Regions from separate parts of the Mus musculus genome. Here regions 1, 2, 4, 5 and 6 are each linked to region 3. The links are chromatin contacts, called in public ChIA-PET and HiChIP or PLAC-seq maps. All regions are on one chromosome and are shown on one strand. Each heading gives the region's core, a stretch centred on a gene start, on an enhancer-like site or on the middle of the called end of the contact. The rest is flanking DNA. Distances are from core to core; before and after follow the strand shown.

Region 1 (2,742 bases), core at 189-2,688, 220 kb after region 3:
TTTTATATATATTGAATATTAGTCCCCTATCTGATTTAGGATAGGTAAAGATCCTTTCCCAATCTTTTGGTGGCCTTTTTGTCTTATTGGCAGTGTCTTTTGCCTTACAGAAGCTTTGCAATTTTATGAGGTCCCATTTGTCAATTCTTGATCTTACAGCACAAGCCATTGCTCTTCTATTCAGGAATTTTCCCCCTGTGCATATCTTTGAGGCTTTCCCTCACTTTCTCCTCTATAAGTTTCAGTGTCTCTGGTTTTATGTGGAGTTCCTTGATCCACTTAGACTTGACCTTAGTACAAGGAGATAGGAATGGATCAATTTGCATTCTTCTACATGATAACCTCCAGTTGTGCCAGCACCATTTGTTGAAAATGCTGTCTTTTTTTCCACTGGATGGTTTTAGCTCCCTTGTAGAAATTTTCTTAATAATTAATTTTTATTTTAACATAATTATATTTAAGAGGTAGAGGTGAGACTTTGTCCTGATTTTAGATTTTCAAAATTTAAAAACAAACAAACAAACAAACAAAACCTGAAGTCTGGACATACTTACAGGCAGTCTGAGGTGAATGTCAGAGGTCAGGGTCTCAAGCCCGTAGCCTCCCATAGGTAAAGCCAGAGGTAAAGCCAGAGAAGTAGAGACTACAAAGTGGTCCTCCCAAGGGGCTTATTGGGACTCCAAGGCAGGATTTCCCTCTGCCCTTGACAAACCTCCTCCATGGCTCACGAGCTGCAATTCAGTTCAGATCTCACTGCACAGAACCCAAGACTGGACATCCCCACTACACTCGTTTTTCTATGGTCAATGTGGTTTCAAGGCTGTGCTGGACACTGAGTAAGATGAGGTGAATTCTGACCAGATTCACGGGAAGAGAAATGCCATGGGCGCACTCCCTGATGCCACTGTGTCGTTGTTTGTCAGGTTCAAAGGGGGCGTTTGGGACAAATGGAACTCTTCTTCTATTCTAGGTAACCCCCACTTCCCACCCCACCCAACTATGGCATTCTCCTGCTGAGGCTACTGAAGCCTCAGGACCAGGAATCTGCCATGAACTTAGCCTTGTCAGGGTGACTATGGACCACAGTCACCGTGGAGTAGGCACAGCAAAGCCGGCTTTCCAAGCCAAGGCTGCCTCGCCGGGCTCACCAAGGTGCTGCACGAGCCGACCCGCGTTCTGACAGAGGCCCACGCGCCAGGGCGGGGCTTAAGCGAGCCTCTTTAAAAGCTCCTGGGGCGGGTCCCGCCCCCACCTCTCGTCATTGGCTCTCTCCGTAGCGGCCTTGTTCCCATAGGTGCAGGGGGCGGGGGCTGAGTGAGACAGGCGTGGGGAGGGGGGCTTCACCTCAGCGGCTCCGCCCTGCTGGAAGAATGACGTGCGGTTAGGCCTGCGGGGTGACAGGCTCGCCCGGGCGCTGGTGCGGCGTCCCTGGAGACTCGGAGCCCGCCCTCCCGCCCGCCCGCCCGCGCGCGCTTCTCTCGTGGACGGCGGCGGCGGCGCGCGCGCGCGCGAGCGAGGGTGGAGGTGGCTCGTGCGTGCGTGTGAGTGAGCGCGTGTGTATGTGTGAGAGAGCGTGTGTGAGTGTGTGTGCACGCGCGCGTGGAGCCTGGGTACCGGTGCCCGACTGACTGCCTTCCACACCCTGCCTACTCCGCGCCTCCTTCCTCGCCTCTCTCCCGCCCGGCGGGCTGCCATCGTTGAGAGAAGGCCGGGGGACACAGGTGTGCGAGGCTTGCGGGACCGCTGGAGACAAAGGGGGCGCGGAGGTGAGCCCGCCATGGCCTCCCGGAGCCTGGGGGGCCTGAGCGGGAGCCGCGGCGGCGGCGGCGGCGGCGGCGGCAAGAAGAGCCTGAGCGCCCGCAACGCTGCGGTGGAGAGGAGGAACCTGATCACCGTGTGCAGGTGCGGGGCTGCGGGCGCCGGGCTGAGGGAGGTGCTGGGGCTCGGCGCTGCGGCCCGTGCCGCGCGTGTCCGCGGGCCAGCGGGGCCCTGCAGAGGGGCGGGAGCCTCTCCCCGCGAGGCCGTGGGCTAGCCCTCGCGTCTCAGGGTCCTCGCTTGGAGGCTGCCCGGGGAGGGCCGGGGCGGAGCCGGGGAGGAACCGTTTGGAACCGGCCAGCTTGCGTCTGAGGAGAAGAGGGCGGAGGAAGAGCAGCATCCAGCTGCTGTAGTAGTTACTGAGATGTCCCCAAATCCCTGTGCGTTCTCTTGCTGTCGCTTGTTGGCGTACGCATTTTCACTCCTCTCCCTCGGCCCTTATCTGTATTGGGTATCTAAGTCTTGTCAACTACAGTGCTTGTGCAATTGTGGAAGACTCCTGGTCAGTCCTTTTGGGCATTTATTTAAGTGCTTCCTGGTTGTAAATGTAGCCCTTCCTCCAGGAATTATAGAAATAGATCATCACTATCTATAAATCAAGAATTCAGAAAAAAACTGATTTTGAACAAGCTGATAAATTTTCTTTAAGTCTTATAATATTCTAGGCATCCATCTCTTAGTAACTACTCAGAGCCAATACGCTCTGTTAAAAATGATTTTGTTCCATCATACTGGTTAATCATCAACTACTGATAATTCTCTTGTTATCAGGTAAATGATGAAACCTTTCCTGCCTCTCTGGCTTATGTCTATTTTTTTTTTTCCTTATGTAAAATCGTGGCTAGCATCTTAAGCAGATTGCAGATATCTGTAGTAGGAATGACATTCAGTATTTAAGCAACTTTTAAAAAGTTGGATTCTAATGAA
Region 2 (2,700 bases), core at 150-2,649, 220 kb before region 3:
TGCTTCCTGGTGGTTTTCTATTATTTAAGAATTAGGTTTTGTTTTGTTTTGTTTTGTTTTGTTTTGTTTTTGGAGACAGGGTTTCTCTGTGTAGCCCTGGCTGTCCTAGAACTCACTCTGTAGACCAGGCTGGCCTCGAACTCAGAAATCCGCCTGCCTCTGCCTCCCAAGTGCTGGGATTAAAGGCGTACGCCACCACTGTAGCAGTATGAAGTAACACATACAGCCCATAGCGCACAACTGAAGTCAGAATGGCCCCAAAGTAGCTTGTAACATGAAGTCGTGCAGAGTATTCCTTAGTTTCTTCCATAAATATTCACTCAAAGAACGCTAACTAGTGCATCAAAAGCAGAGATTATTAACATAAGTTAAGAAGCCTTCACTAGGTGTTACCCAAGTGAGTTTATAGTTTTATATAAAAAGATTTTGAGGAGTAGACATAGCAGCACAGGAAACAACTGTACCCTCATACCACGTGGGCTCAGCACATGCGTGGTAGGCTGACGGCAGCTTAAATGCAACTGTCGGCCGATGTGGCTGTGCAGTCGAGCGCTTGCTTCCCACAGATAACGTACTGGCTTTCTTCCTCAGAACGGCCAGAGGGAAAGCTTCGTCTTATATTTCATACCTGCTACTCTTTTAACTGGAAAACGGGGAGCTGACATCGTCGCTTCCACTTGTAGCTGTCACTGTCAACTCTTATACCTGTTACAGAAGTCTTGCCTTGGGTTCTTACACTGGAAAACCAGAAACTCATAACTATTTCTGAACATGAAGATGATTCACGGTTTTCTTATTCAAGAGATATTTACAATAAACTTGTTTATAGCCTTTTATTCATTTATCAGGATTAAATTCTACAGCAGATTAATGGCTTTGACCCCGATGCGTCATCCTCACCATCTATATTAGCCTCAGAAAGAGACCAGAATAATGTTAATTCATTTTCCCCACCTTTTAGGAAACTCACGACCCTTTTCTGAAATTTGTTTTGCAGCTCCACATTGTTAGGAACATGGCTGCTTCAGACCATTGCTTGCATTCGTGGAAACAATCTTAGTGTGTGAAAGTAGGGCATGCTATTTGTTAGCAAACCAATTAATGAATCACTCTCCACACAGCCATTGTTAATGCCAGAGAGAAATATGCATGGCTTCCCTCTTTGCTGGGAAAATGATTTAGGGATTTTCCCCCAATAGAGTTAGGGAACCTGATTTTCTAATTTTAATCAACACTCAATTACTTTGCTTCCTCCAGTTTCTATTCCCCAAAATAGAAATCTTTGGGAATGGTTGAACTTTTAATTACATAAAACAATTTGTGTTTCCTCATCCAGGAGTGGAATTTGTTAGCAGTTTACACCACCCAGAGTTCAGTGTTGGGAGTTGCTAGTGCTTTCTGTTTCATTTTAACTACTCAGTCTCTGACTCAGTCTGCCCAGCAAACTTGTTTATAACCTCCGCTCTTTTGGATGAGGAGGAGTTTGCGCTTCAATTGATGTAGTTTTCAATTTATGCTTTTGCTTCTCCTTGCTTAAACTAGCTGAACATTCACCCCCTTCTACCTTTGATGTCACAGCAGCATCACAGCCCCTCCTTCCCTAGCGGGTGATGCGTTTGGTACAACATCTCCCAGAATGTACAGAAAACATTCAGTAAAAGTGCCAGGGAAACTTCAGGGAAGATACCAACTGCTGCCTCTGAAAAACTTTCACACTTCAACCTGTGTTTCTGTACTGAGAAACTTTCATACTTCAACCTGTGTTAGCTGTACTAAGAAAATACTTCTTACATCGTGTTAGAAATGAAGCAAAATTTTACAGTTTCCTAAGATATGAAATAAGGTTGCATTCCATGGTTTAGGTTTCCATTGAAAGAAGGGAGACTTTTGGTAGTGTGTTTATATTTTATTTTTTCGTGTGTGTGTGTGTGTGTGTGTGTGTGTGTGTGTGCGCGCGCTCGTGCGTTACTCAGAATGTGTGTAGACAACAGAGGACAACTTGCAAGGTTAAGTTATCTCCTCCCACCACGTGGGAGTGCAGGGATTGAACTCTGATGGTCAGGCTTGGCAGCAAATTCTTTTACCTACTGAGCCATCTTGCAAGCATTGGAGTTTTGATTGTTAACTCTACATAATAAAGGTTGGTGAATTATTGGCATACACACACACACACACACACACACACACACACATATACATATGTATATATCTAAATGCATAAGTATTATAACATATATGCATCCATATATATTAGTAATATAAAAATCAGGCAGAACAATTAGGATTAGTTTAATTACTAGTGAAGGAAGATAGCACCAGCCTGAAAGGAAAGGAGTTATAAAACGTATCAAGTAAAATTAGGAGATAAAAGATTCAGAGTAATCTGAGAGGTGGTGGTGAACACCTTTGATCCCTGCATTTGGGAGACAAAGGCAGATGGATCTCTGTGAGTTCAAGGCCAGCTTGGTCTACAGAGTAAGTTCCAGGACAGTCGCCTCTACCCAGAGAAATCCTGTCTCAAAAAACTAAGAAGGTCAAGTGTGAGATTAAACCTTAATATGATTGGGACTGGAAGATGCCTAGGTGATATATGATACCATAAACTTGTCAGTGCACAGCCAAGTCCTAACTGAAATGAGGTTTTGTCCTCCCCACCCAATTCCAGTCAACTCATTGGTTATGTATGACTACAGAGCACTT
Region 3 (2,700 bases), core at 186-2,685:
CACTTTACTTGCAATCTCAGCACTAGAGAAGGAGACAGGGGATCCTTGCTGCCCGGCCAGCGTAGCCTAATCAGTGGGCTCAAGGTCTCCAACTCAAAGACAAGGCAGATGGCTTTTGAGAAATGACCCCTTGTCTTAGTCAGGGTTTCTATTCCTGCACAAATATCATGACCAAGAAGCAAGTTGGGGAGGAAAGGGCTTATTCGGCTTACACTTCCACATTGCTTTTCATCACCAAAGGAAGTCAGGACTGGAACTCAAGCAGGTCAGGAAGCAGGAGCTGACGCAGAGGCCATGGAGGGATGTTCTTTACTGGCTTGCTTCCCCTGGCTTGCTCAGCCTGCTCTCTTATAGAACCCAAGACTACCAGGCCAGTGATGGTCCCACCCACAAGGGGCCTTTCCCCCTTGATCACTAATTGAGAAAATGCCTTACAGTTGGATCTCATAGAGGCATTTCCCCAACTGAAGCTTCTTTCTCTGTGATAACTCCAGCTGTGTCAAGTTGACACAAAACTAGCCAGTACACCCCTGATGCTGACCTCTTACCTCCTATACATATGCACAGGCACCCATGCTCACATACAACTGCATACTCACACACCAAATATATATGTATTTTTTTTAAAAATCCTGACAGTAAGGAAAAGATGCTAGAGAAAAGAATTTATTCAGATTATCTTAGTAAGATACGTTACAAGTATTTGTAATTATAACTGTTCAAATAATAGAAGAGCTTTCGGGGTTAGAAGGACCACTGTACAAACCACAGCAATGTGTGACAGAAAACAAGATCCATGGTCAGATCAACAAAGATAAAGATTTCCTGCACATCACTTTCTGAGGCAAGGATGCCGTGGCTGCGGTGAGTCTGAGAATGTCATGTTTTCTCAGTGTGCATACTGCTGATGAAAGTGAGGCTTTACAGCACAGACTTCATGGGACAATCTCTTCATTTCAAGGCACAATGAAGCAATTAGGAAAAGCCTTAAATGTGGACTCTTAATTAGGCTTCATTCTCTACAAGTTTTTAAAACTAAGTGATCCTCCCCCACACAAAAAGAACTTTTAGCTGAAAGAGTAAAAATAGCGGTTTCTTTCAGAAAGTATTGTTTACAAAATAATTTTGCAGGAAAAAAAATGTGTGATTTTGAAAAAAAAAAGAATAAGCCTCTTCACCATCCTCCTTCTGCCTTCAACAGAATTCAAATTTAATTATGGCTTTCAAGACTGAAAAAAAGAAACTACATTGTTTTTCAACAAATACTCATTAGTTCTTAGCAACATGACTGAACACAGGCACAAGCCTTTGACAGGGTGAAGGCTATGAGCATCTTCTGACATCATAGACAGAAAATGATGAGCAGGCCCATACTTCACAGACGCTGTGAGTGAGGCTCTGACATCAAACACAGGAAACATGAACAGTCTGTGACGTCATACTGTCACTAGGTAAGAAGGCCCTGACACTGCGTTGCTGGGATACAAGCAGCTCTTAACATCATATGCTTGAGTATACGTGTTCTTCTACATTACACAGAACTGCTCAGAAACCTCAAGCTTACCTCATTCCTTTAGAGGGAAAGCATCAGAGACAGCCTCGTGCTTCATGGAACTTAGGTTTTAGCAAGGAAGTCACACCATTCATTAATAAAGAAAGAAAAGAGAAACCTCGAGGCCGAGGGGAGGAAGCACACACTCAGGCAGTGTGAAGGGCCTTTGAAAATGCAGTTCAGAAACCTGGATGATGTAAAGAGGCCATCCGTGAGGTCCAAGGGAATCAGAAAGGGGCAAAAAGCCCCTGCTGGCCACAGCAGTGTGGAGAAGGAAGTGGAGTGCAGGAGAAGAACAGTCATCAAGCACTAGGGCACAAAGCTCAGATTGCATGCAGCTGGTTAGAAGCCACTGAAAGATCTGAAGGATAGGTTGGCTTGTATCCAAACCTTTCCCACCCCCTGGGGACCTGGCACTAAGTCTTGGGAATGTGGACTGTCCTTCAGCAGATATAGCCCCAGTAGACACTGGGCTCATTTTGGGGGCTGGGGGGGGGAGAAGGGGGTCAGCTCTTCCAAAATCTCATTTCTGCAGAGTGTGTGCTATACGACTACCTCTATCATAACAGAATGTAGATTCCTAGCTAATTGGAGTACCGCAGCCTGAGTTTGAATTCTGGCTCCAGGAGTGATGGGCTCTAAGGCATGAAAGGCACACTTACATATCTGTCAGCCTCACCTAGAAAAAAAATGAGGTTCTAACAGAACATATCTCTCAGGGTCTCATTGCAAGAAATAAAACATTTGCCAGGAAACCCAGTAAGTCCCTCAAAAGCATTTGTCAAACTGTGGAACAAAATTTAGCTGAGTGTGCACATCAATGAGGGATGAGTGAAGGGGAACTATGTGGGAGGGAGGAAGAGGCATACAAAGGGGAAAGAACGGTAGATAATCTAAGACAGAAAGAATAACACTAGGTGGACGGTCCCATAATGAGTGTCCCGCGTCATTCATAACAAAGCAGGTCTACATTCCTGAGAAAGGAATGGTTTAGAGAAAGAACAACAGAGAAGATGGGGGAGAGAAGGAAAGGGGGAGAGAAAAGACAGAAGGAGAGAAAGAAGGAGCAGGTTGGATGGGGACCCAGGAGAAAGTGGAGACAATGACTGAAACCAGAAAAGCTGTCAAAAGCAGCTGTCAGTCAGTCT
Region 4 (2,700 bases), core at 170-2,669, 180 kb before region 3:
TTTCAGTGTTTTTTATTTTCCTGAAATGTATCAGTGTTATAGAATAAGCCATTCTCTGCACTGGGAAGATGGCTATGTAAGGAAACCATTCATTAAGCACATTGGAGACCTCTGGATACAACTGAGATGGTTCTAAGAGGAATGCATATGGATCTGAACCTGTAGATATAGAAGTCAGAGAGACTTATAAGTGCCTGAGCTGTACAACTCCAGTCTTAGAAAAATAAAAACAAACTGAGTCTGGAAGTAATAGACAGTAAGTAATAATAGAGATCAGCAGACACTAATAAAGAGGAAACTAAAGGAACAACACACAGATTCAACCAAACATTGAAATAGTTGGTTCTCTGAAAACATAATTAAAGTAAAGAGAAGACCCACATTAATAAATTTAGAATTAAAAGCGACAGGGAACAACAGTTACCAAGAAAATGCAGAGGATCTAGGTTAGGGAACACTCTAAATGTTTGCACTTTTTTTTTTTTTTTTTTTTTTTTGGGTTTCAAGACAGGGTTTCTTGTGTAGCCCTGGCTGTAGACCAGGCTGGCCTCGAACTCAGAAATCCGCCTGCCTCTGCCTCCCGAGTGCTGGGATTAAAGGCGTGTGCCACCATGCCCGGCAAATGTTTGCACTTTTAAAAACACTGGAAAATCTAAAAGAAATGGATAAATTCTAGACACATATTATTGATAAATTTTTCTTTTAAAGAAAGAGACCGAGGGAGCAAGAGATAAAAAATGTCAAAGAGTGATTATAGGATCCTATCATGAATTAATATTCTGGCACATGCCTTTAATCCCAGCACTTGGGAGGCAGAGGCAGATTTCTGAGTTTAAGGCCAGCCTGTTCTACAGAGTGAGTTCCAGGGCTATACACAGAAACCCTGTCTCAAAAAAAAAAAAAAACAAAAAACAAAAAACAAAACAAAACCCAAAACCAAACAAACAAAAACATTTTTAACCCCTATGTAACTACCTAATTCCTGTCCACTTTAGGGATATCTGATTCCCTCTAATCTGTCACAGAGTGATTGCTCTGAAGAACAATTTTTATTTATCATTGCGTAAGTCCACATTTTAAATATCTAGAGTATGGTTTCTGAACATGAAGTAATCAAGAAGTAGAGACCAGCTGCCTTCCAAGTCAGATGGCAAGGTTCAAAGAACACTAATGGAATTTAGGTAGAAACATTCCGGACACCTCAACCATAAAAGCAGAGCTTGTGTGTTGTTTTCTTGTGTTTTGTGATGCAGAAAGCCAGAATAATACTGTTGCAGACAGTGGAGAATATTTTCTAGCTAGTGGATGGCCCTCTCTTAGAGATGAATGAGTGTCTTCTTGATTGGACACGCTGAGACTCTTCTGTGGTTCTGTCTCTCTGAAGCTGTCAATAGCTTGAGTGTGAGCTGCCGCCTGTAGGTTCCTGTGTTGAGCACTTCCTTCCTCAGCTAGAGGCTATTCTGGGAGCTGGGGGAAGGAAACTCTAGGTTGTAGGATCTACTGAAAGAACTAGGTCACTGGAGGTGTGAATCTGCAGATACATTTCCTCCTACCCTTTTGTGTTAACCTCTTTGCTTCCTGCTGCCATGTTTTTCTGCTTTGACAACCGGCTACTATGTGTCCCAGGAACAAAGACAGATGACTATGTACTGAAACCATGACCTAAAGTAATTATTTTTTTCCTTTTATTTTTATTGGGTGTTTGTCATAACCATTGAGGGGGGGGGAAACAACACATTGCTTTCCTTTTCTTTCTCGTTTCCTCTTCTCTCCTCTTCTCTCCTCTTCTCTCCTCTTCTCTCCTCTCCTCTCCTCTCCTCTCCTCTCCTCTCCTCTCCTCTCCTCTCCTCTCCTCTCCTCTCCTCTCCTCTCCTCTTCTCTTCTCTTCTCTTCTCTTCTCTTCTCTTCTCTTCTTTCCTAAGATAAGGTCTCACTTTATAGCCTAGGATCGCCTCAAATTCAAAGCTTCCTGTCTCAGCCTCTTGTGTGCTGGTATCACAGGTATGAGCCACCACAACCCTGCTCACTGCTGAAGCTTCCAAACCACTTGTTGGCCTATAAATCCACAGTAGCTTCCTGTTGCCAAATGCACGAGAAGCAGTAAGCACAACAGACAGAGATGACAGGCAGTAAATCTGTACTCTACATCCTATCAGTAGAGCAGAAAATGTAAACTCTTCTTGAGTTTTGCACGTCTTACTTTTGAAATGAGGAAGGTTGCATTTTCAGCTTTACATATAAATATTTCTCTGAGATAATTATTATATTATTCCCCCTTTTCTTCCTTCCCTCCAAACTTTCCCACATACCTCTCCCTGATCTCTTTCAAATTTATAGCCTCTTTTAGAATTAGTTGTTGAACATATATTCCTGTACTGGCTAGTTTTGTGTCAACTTGACACAGCTGGAGTTATCACAGAGAAAGGACCTTCAGTTGGGGAAATGCCTCCATGAGATACAACTGTAAGGCATTTTCTCAATTAGTGATCAAGGGGGAAGGGCCCCTTGTGGGTGGTGCCATCTCTGGACTGGCAGTCTTGGTTCTATAAGAGAGCAGGCTGAACAAGCCAGGAGAAGCAATCCAGTAAAGAACATCCCTCCATGGCTTCTGCATCAGCTCCTGCTTTCTGACCTGCTTGAGTTCCAGTCCTGACTTCCTTGGTGATGAACAACAGTATGGAAGTGTAAGCTGAATAAACC
Region 5 (2,743 bases), core at 37-2,536, 160 kb before region 3:
GAGATTACCAAACTCACAAAAACAGTGAAGGTGAGTGACCCTAAATTCTTTGCCACCAGCAAACATTCAATATGCGTAAACTTCTAAAGAGGTGCCAAAATTTTTTTTACTAAAAAAAAAAAAAAAAAAAAAAAAAAAAGACAATGAAGGTTTCTGAGAAATCCAGTCAGTCTAAGAATTCTATTTTCGAAGCATAATATAATATCCGGAACGGAACACTTACATACTATGAGGGGGAAAAGTTCTTTAACACAGTCACTTTGACAAGCTTAGAGAGATTATCCAGCTTGATTATGTAATACCTCCAGCAACGCTGTGCAGTCATGAAACATATTAGTAATTCTGCGGGAAACTCAAAAGGATTTCGGAAAGACAGCAGCTTTTAATATACTAATTTGAAATGAAGTCATTAAACTGTTGAATAACTTAACTATGCAGGAGCAGGTAAAATATTTTTCCTTCCACGAAAACAAAACAGAAGTACAAATAAAAAGTGTATATAAGTTTAAAATTGTATCAATTTATTTCAGGAGGTAAATGAAAAAAAGGGCATTGACCTGTGAAACTAAAAATACCTCATAGTCTTCCTCTAGGACGTGCTAGCTTTTTAAAAACGCAACTTCTTGGATGATAAAAATATTCAGGCAAGGCCAAAGCTTGAAGCTTGACCATCGCTAGAGACTGCAAGGGCTTGCCCTAGATGGCTGGGAGTTGGCCAAATCTTAAGTCTCAAAGAGGCGACGAGGCCAAACCGGATCCATTCGCCTGCTATTCTCTTGCCAGCACACAGGGTAGACAAAATAAAATGTCTCAGTATAAATTCTTAAATTTATATCTAAAGTAGTATAAATGCTTGCCTGGGCCATGCAAAGGAGGCTGGCACAAAGAAGGGGGAGCGACTGGGAAGAAAGAACACAGCGCCAAGCCCCTAAGAGTTCGGCGAAAAGCAGGCTGAGCCGTGGGCCTCCTTACGCAGCCACAGGGCTGTGCCCGAGAGTGGGTAGATCTCTGGACGGAGGCCAATCTCCCGCAGCATCCGGAAGGAAGCTGCTGTAGCGGGGACTGCAGGGCGCTTATCTGACTTTCTGCTGCGTTCCCGGGGTCTGCAGCCTAGGACGCCACCAGAGCCCGAGAACCCGGCGGGGGCGGGACCAGCAAGCCTCGACAGCCCACCCCTTCCAGCGCGGGGTGGGACCCTCGCGGCTTCCCGTCCAATCCCGTTCCCCGACGCGCACAGGGCGGGACCCTCGCGGTTTTCCGTTCTGGTCCGGCCTCAGGACAGCCCAGAGCCTGCAGGCCGACGCAGAGGGACAAGAGGGGCGCGGGAGGTGAGGATTCTGGGGCCGGCTGCTCGCTCTCCTTCCCCTCCCACATGGCGAGGGGGTCGAAGGGTATTGCAGTAGCAGGAAGCCGAGCTGAGTGCAGTCGGGCTGTGCGCCCAGGCGCCCCGTCTGGCGCGGGCGTGGTGCCCCCCCCCCCCCCCGAGCATCTTGCCCTTCTGGTTTGGGGTGTCCTCTCTCAGTTGCACCGGCCTCGCTAGAGTGCTAGAGTGCTAGAGTGCTTGATCGATTGGTTGGTTTTGCGTGTGCATGTTTCTTGGTTTTTCTCCCCTTGTCCTTATCCTCGGTGAGAAGCTGCCCTTGTTTTGGTGGGAGGAGTTTCTGAACTTTATTGCTTTCTGCTTCTGCTGCAACCTCCCCGCGGGCACCGGAAGGTTCCCTGTGCCCCTTGGGTCCATCTGATAGGCTGCTTGGAACATAGCTAGCTCTGTAGTGATATAAATCTCATGTCTAGCAGATGTCCGTTCTCTGTATTTCCAGCTTCTGTCACTATCCTCTTCTCCTTTCCTGATCTTTACTTGAGTGTATTTCTTCCTTTCCACAGTCACCAGGCTTGGCCAGTTCGGGTTCCCTGTGGTTTCCTTTCCGAATTGTTCAAGCAGGCTCCTGGAGGTCCTGAGCACTTCTTCGTGGTTTACTGGTATGTGACCCTATTTGTTTACTTCCTGGTTCTATTTTCCCACCTCTCTCGCGTTCACATCACCTTGCTTTCAGAAAGTCCACTGTCATCGTTTTCTTAATTTTATTGGAATCGTTTAACTAGTTTTATATGGTTGAAAACTTAAGACAACTCTTAAAGAATCTGTAGTCGGCTTAACCTTGCAGGGGCTAAGCACTGCAGCAGGCATAAAATTAGTACTCTGGTCTTCTTTGTGGGATCTGTTAAATGACAAGGAAGTGTAATGAGATCAGCTTGCCCGGCATGCTTGCATTAGTTTCCTATTGCTGTTACAGCAGACAGTGACATGTTTAGCGGTTAAAGGAACACAGACTTTGAGTTTCTGAAGATCTGAAGTCCGAGCAAGCTTAGCTGCTTACCCTGCATGGACGCACAAAAGGAGAGACCAGGGTTTCTGTTATGAGTTACTTTCTGAAGTTTTAGGGGGAGACTCCCTTTTCAGGTTCATTCGAGTTGGCAGAGTCTAACCCCTGTTCACTTGCATTAGGATTAATCCCATTTCCTGCAAGTCCTGTTTGTCTCTGAGTTCGTTAAGGACATGGATGTAGACACAGATCATTAAAGACATAGATGTAGACACAGAGGTGTGGCAGTATCTCTGCTCAAGCACTCAAATGATTAGGTTAGGTCCTCTCTATTTTAAGCCTTTTTTTTTTTTTTTTTTTTTTTGTAGGTGAAACCCAGTTGCAACCATAGGAGTAATGATGTTCTATCATAATGACAA
Region 6 (2,700 bases), core at 104-2,603, 170 kb after region 3:
TATTAGGAAAGAGGCTGGTGTGGCCAAGTAGAGGGTCTCTCAGGGAACATTACAAAAGATGGGGCAGAAGAGCCAGAGGACCAAGAAGTCTGTTGTGAGAATGTGCCTCCTAGAAATTACAGGGAACTTTTACTCATGATATCTCAATAAGACTTGTCTACACAAAACCTGAAGAAGGGCAACACTAATAGACATGCTAAACTGGATGTGGGGGAGGGGGGTCTCATTGAGCCTCACCCCCAGAAAACAGAACTACAGACAACCAAGAACTGCTGAGAGAGGGAGAATTAGTCTCCTCAAGGATGAGCCCCTGATGGGTTAGCTAACACCAAGCAGTCAGTCCTGAAATGATACGCATACAAACAAGGCTACATGGATGCAGCAGGTTGTGTTTATATGTTGATGCATATATAAGTAAAAAGAGGCCAGGAACTTGGAAGAGGGTGGCTTATAGAACTAGAAAGAGAATGGGAGAGATGATGTAATTTATTATTACTAAAAAAAATTGAGCCTCAGTTTTGGTATTTATAAAATGTTTTAAAAAAATCAACACAGCTGTTACAAAGATTACAAAGCAATGCAGAAAACTTTTATCAAGAAGGTAGTATGAAACATGAAATATCCATTACTATTATTGGTTTGCAAACATAACTAAGAATTTTCAGACTCTCATAGTCAAAGAAGAAGAAGGCAAAGTTGTAACAACATATCAGGTACAGCATAAGACTGTATAAGCATATAACTTAACTAGTTATAGTTGAAGGCCTTTAACATAAAAGGAAATGGAAACTATTTGGTTAGAGACTGGTAGAAAGGACAGAGAAAGTAAACCAAGAACACAGAACGAAACAAACTGGTATTGAAAGCTAAAGGTGAATCGTGCCAGGGAAGAAGTGGAAAGTACAGGCAGAAAAGCCCTTTAGATAATATTCATGGCATGAATAGAAATATGACTTCACTAGAGCCACTGAGTTAGAGAATTCATTCACTCATTCAACATTTTAAGTTTGTTTAAAGAGCTAATGAGATTCATGTTTGGCTCTAAGTACTGGCAATGATGGTGGGTAACACAGGCTACCTGTCCTTAGAATGCTTAGAGTGCATGCAGTTGGGAATAGGAATGGATATGGTCACTATCCACCCAGTGTCTAGGAACCTACTAAGGCTCTGAGCACTCTTCTAGACTCCTGAGGAACAACAGTGAGCAAAACATTAAAACACTCCACTCTTGTGAGCACACATTCAGGAAAAAGAGAAACATCAGCAGTGGGGAAGCGGCTAAGCAGTTACAGGATATAACTTCAGGTGACTGATAGGGCCAGTGGGTTTAGACAGGCAGGTCAGGGAACATCTTTCTGAGATGAAACCTCAGTAACAGGAAGGATGCAGCTTTTGTTGTGGGGATCTCTAAGTCATGCATTCAAGTAGAAAGCATACATGCAAAGATGCTTAAGTAGACACAAGCTTGGTATATATTAAAGAACAAACACTATAATAAGAATGGGAGCAGATGTCTGTAATTAGATCATAAATAAGAGAGTCATACCATAAATGGTATGCATATAAGAAACAGCTTAGTTTTTACTCCAAAGTTTCCCTTAAGTAAAAAGGAAACGCATTAGAACCCTTAAGTAGAGAAGAAAAGCAGTACAGCACTCGAAGGACTGGACTGAAGTGAACTCGTGTGACTCTGACAGGTTGGCCTTGGGAAGTATGAAGCTGGAGTGGCTGCTAGAATAAAATAAAGCCTTGCCAGGAACGAGAGGCAAAGGAATGTCACTCCTAACATGTGCACAGTCTGGCCCTGGGACACTGTCTGTGAATGTGCTTTCTTACATTGTCTGACATGGTAAACAGGACTGCAGATGTTAGGAATCTGGGAAAGATTACCCTGGGACATTCAGATAAACCCACTGTAATCATAAAGATGCTTCTAAGAGGCAGGTAGGTGCTCAGAGACTATGGTGATACCAAGGAGGGGACATGGGAATGTAAGAGCCCCTAGAAGCTCAAAATGGGGAGGAAACAGATTCTTACCAAGAACCTCCAGAATGAATGCAATCTTCCTGACACACTGACTTTAGTTTACCCAAGAACTGGAAGAGCATAAATTTGTGTTGTCTTAAATCTATCTCGTGGCATTTTCTTCTTAAATCTACCTAATGGCATTTTCTACAGCAACACTATAGAATAAATGCACAGAGTCAAAAAGAGTGATAATAAAAAGAGCTAGCTTTCTTTAGAAGGAATCAGAAGCTATAACTGAAACTGATACATCTGAGTTCATGACTTCATGGACAGAGCCATCTTAGGAGAAGAGGACCATGGTGTAAGTATAATTGGCAAAGGCAGAGTATGGGTGGGGATGTTATAATTGAGTCAAAGAAAACAGTCTGGTCTGATACAGCTACTAAAATAGAAGGATGACTGGGGCATAGGTAAATGAAGCTGAGCAAGGAGGAGTAAGTAAGGGATATCATTGTGAATGGATAGAAAGAGTGCTTGGCATGAGGATCAAACACATTTCAAAAACATCTGTAAAGAAGCAGATGAATACCAGCTTTGTCAGTGATTCAGGGGATACAGGATTGAGAAACTCCTAAAGGGGAAAGGTGACACCAGAAGACAAAGAGGTGGGAGGAAAACCACACTGTAGTATCACAGAAACAATGCAGTGGCCATGACAAGGGCAGCTTCGAA

Evidence for each region. ChIA-PET counts read pairs in DNA pulled down with a chosen protein or histone mark. HiChIP or PLAC-seq counts read pairs in DNA pulled down with a chosen protein or histone mark.
Region 1: a contact with region 3 is called in an H3K4me3 HiChIP or PLAC-seq map of the SCID.adh cell line, with 23 read pairs. The contact joins the promoter of Rundc3b here to the enhancer-like site in region 3. A contact is called at or near these places in 7 of 39 promoter capture datasets (the C10 cell line, cranial neural crest, hippocampal neurons and 2 more), 2 of 15 datasets of contacts at CTCF or cohesin (large pre-B cells and pro-B cells), 10 of 484 Hi-C or Micro-C datasets (the AML12 cell line, bone marrow, embryonic stem cells and 4 more), 11 of 115 datasets of contacts at active chromatin or transcription factors (the SCID.adh cell line, T-cell acute lymphoblastic leukemia, bone marrow-derived macrophages and 6 more) and 3 of 9 other capture datasets (adipose tissue, embryonic stem cells and liver).
Region 2: a contact with region 3 is called in an RNA polymerase II ChIA-PET map of memory CD8 T cells, with 13 read pairs. The contact joins two enhancer-like sites. A contact is called at or near these places in 1 of 484 Hi-C or Micro-C datasets (megakaryocyte-erythroid progenitors), 2 of 115 datasets of contacts at active chromatin or transcription factors (embryonic stem cells and memory CD8 T cells) and 1 of 9 other capture datasets (adipose tissue).
Region 4: a contact with region 3 is called in an RNA polymerase II ChIA-PET map of memory CD8 T cells, with 47 read pairs. The contact joins two enhancer-like sites. A contact is called at or near these places in 2 of 115 datasets of contacts at active chromatin or transcription factors (effector CD8 T cells and memory CD8 T cells) and 2 of 9 other capture datasets (adipose tissue and liver).
Region 5: a contact with region 3 is called in an H3K4me3 HiChIP or PLAC-seq map of the SCID.adh cell line, with 13 read pairs. The contact joins the promoter of Crot here to the enhancer-like site in region 3. A contact is called at or near these places in 2 of 39 promoter capture datasets (the C10 cell line and pre-B cells), 1 of 484 Hi-C or Micro-C datasets (embryonic stem cells), 3 of 115 datasets of contacts at active chromatin or transcription factors (the SCID.adh cell line, effector CD8 T cells and embryonic stem cells) and 3 of 9 other capture datasets (adipose tissue, liver and pancreatic islet).
Region 6: a contact with region 3 is called in an RNA polymerase II ChIA-PET map of effector CD8 T cells, with 45 read pairs. The contact joins two enhancer-like sites. A contact is called at or near these places in 2 of 39 promoter capture datasets (the C10 cell line and liver), 1 of 15 datasets of contacts at CTCF or cohesin (the NIH/3T3 cell line), 2 of 484 Hi-C or Micro-C datasets (embryonic stem cells and liver), 4 of 115 datasets of contacts at active chromatin or transcription factors (CD8 T cells, effector CD8 T cells, embryonic stem cells and 1 more) and 2 of 9 other capture datasets (adipose tissue and pancreatic islet).

What each region holds. Positions count from the first base shown.
Region 1 is chr5:8,621,648-8,624,389 of GRCm38.p6, reverse strand. It overlaps Rundc3b (RUN domain containing 3B), which reads left to right and starts at 1,438. Exons shown (of 11, transcript NM_001347311.1): 1 at 1,438-1,902. The coding sequence starts at 1,778. All of the region lies in intron 2 of Abcb1a (ATP-binding cassette, sub-family B (MDR/TAP), member 1A), which reads right to left.
Region 2 is chr5:9,058,225-9,060,924 of GRCm38.p6, reverse strand. No RefSeq gene overlaps it. Among named protein-coding and RNA genes, the nearest start is that of Gm31449, 14 kb to the left of the region's middle. Within about 2 kb of position 1,399, at least 36 of the 459 cell types and tissues checked have an H3K27ac peak or open chromatin away from gene starts, as enhancers often do. A contact at or near this core is called in memory CD8 T cells, where this site is marked.
Region 3 is chr5:8,838,011-8,840,710 of GRCm38.p6, reverse strand. All of the region lies in intron 21 of Abcb1b (ATP-binding cassette, sub-family B (MDR/TAP), member 1B), which reads right to left. Among named protein-coding and RNA genes, the nearest start is that of Gm5106, 41 kb to the right of the region's middle. Within about 2 kb of position 1,435, at least 29 of the 459 cell types and tissues checked have an H3K27ac peak or open chromatin away from gene starts, as enhancers often do. A contact at or near this core is called in CD8 T cells, the SCID.adh cell line, T-cell acute lymphoblastic leukemia and 2 more, where this site is marked.
Region 4 is chr5:9,014,335-9,017,034 of GRCm38.p6, reverse strand. No RefSeq gene overlaps it. Among named protein-coding and RNA genes, the nearest start is that of Crot, 19 kb to the right of the region's middle. Within about 2 kb of position 1,419, at least 45 of the 459 cell types and tissues checked have an H3K27ac peak or open chromatin away from gene starts, as enhancers often do. A contact at or near this core is called in effector CD8 T cells and memory CD8 T cells, where this site is marked.
Region 5 is chr5:8,995,689-8,998,431 of GRCm38.p6, reverse strand. It overlaps Crot (carnitine O-octanoyltransferase), which reads left to right and starts at 1,286. Exons shown (of 18, transcript NM_023733.3): 1 at 1,286-1,328; 2 at 1,885-1,980.
Region 6 is chr5:8,668,449-8,671,148 of GRCm38.p6, reverse strand. All of the region lies in intron 5 of Abcb1a (ATP-binding cassette, sub-family B (MDR/TAP), member 1A), which reads right to left. Among named protein-coding and RNA genes, the nearest start is that of Gm31157, 26 kb to the left of the region's middle. Within about 2 kb of position 1,353, at least 34 of the 459 cell types and tissues checked have an H3K27ac peak or open chromatin away from gene starts, as enhancers often do. A contact at or near this core is called in CD8 T cells, effector CD8 T cells and memory CD8 T cells, where this site is marked.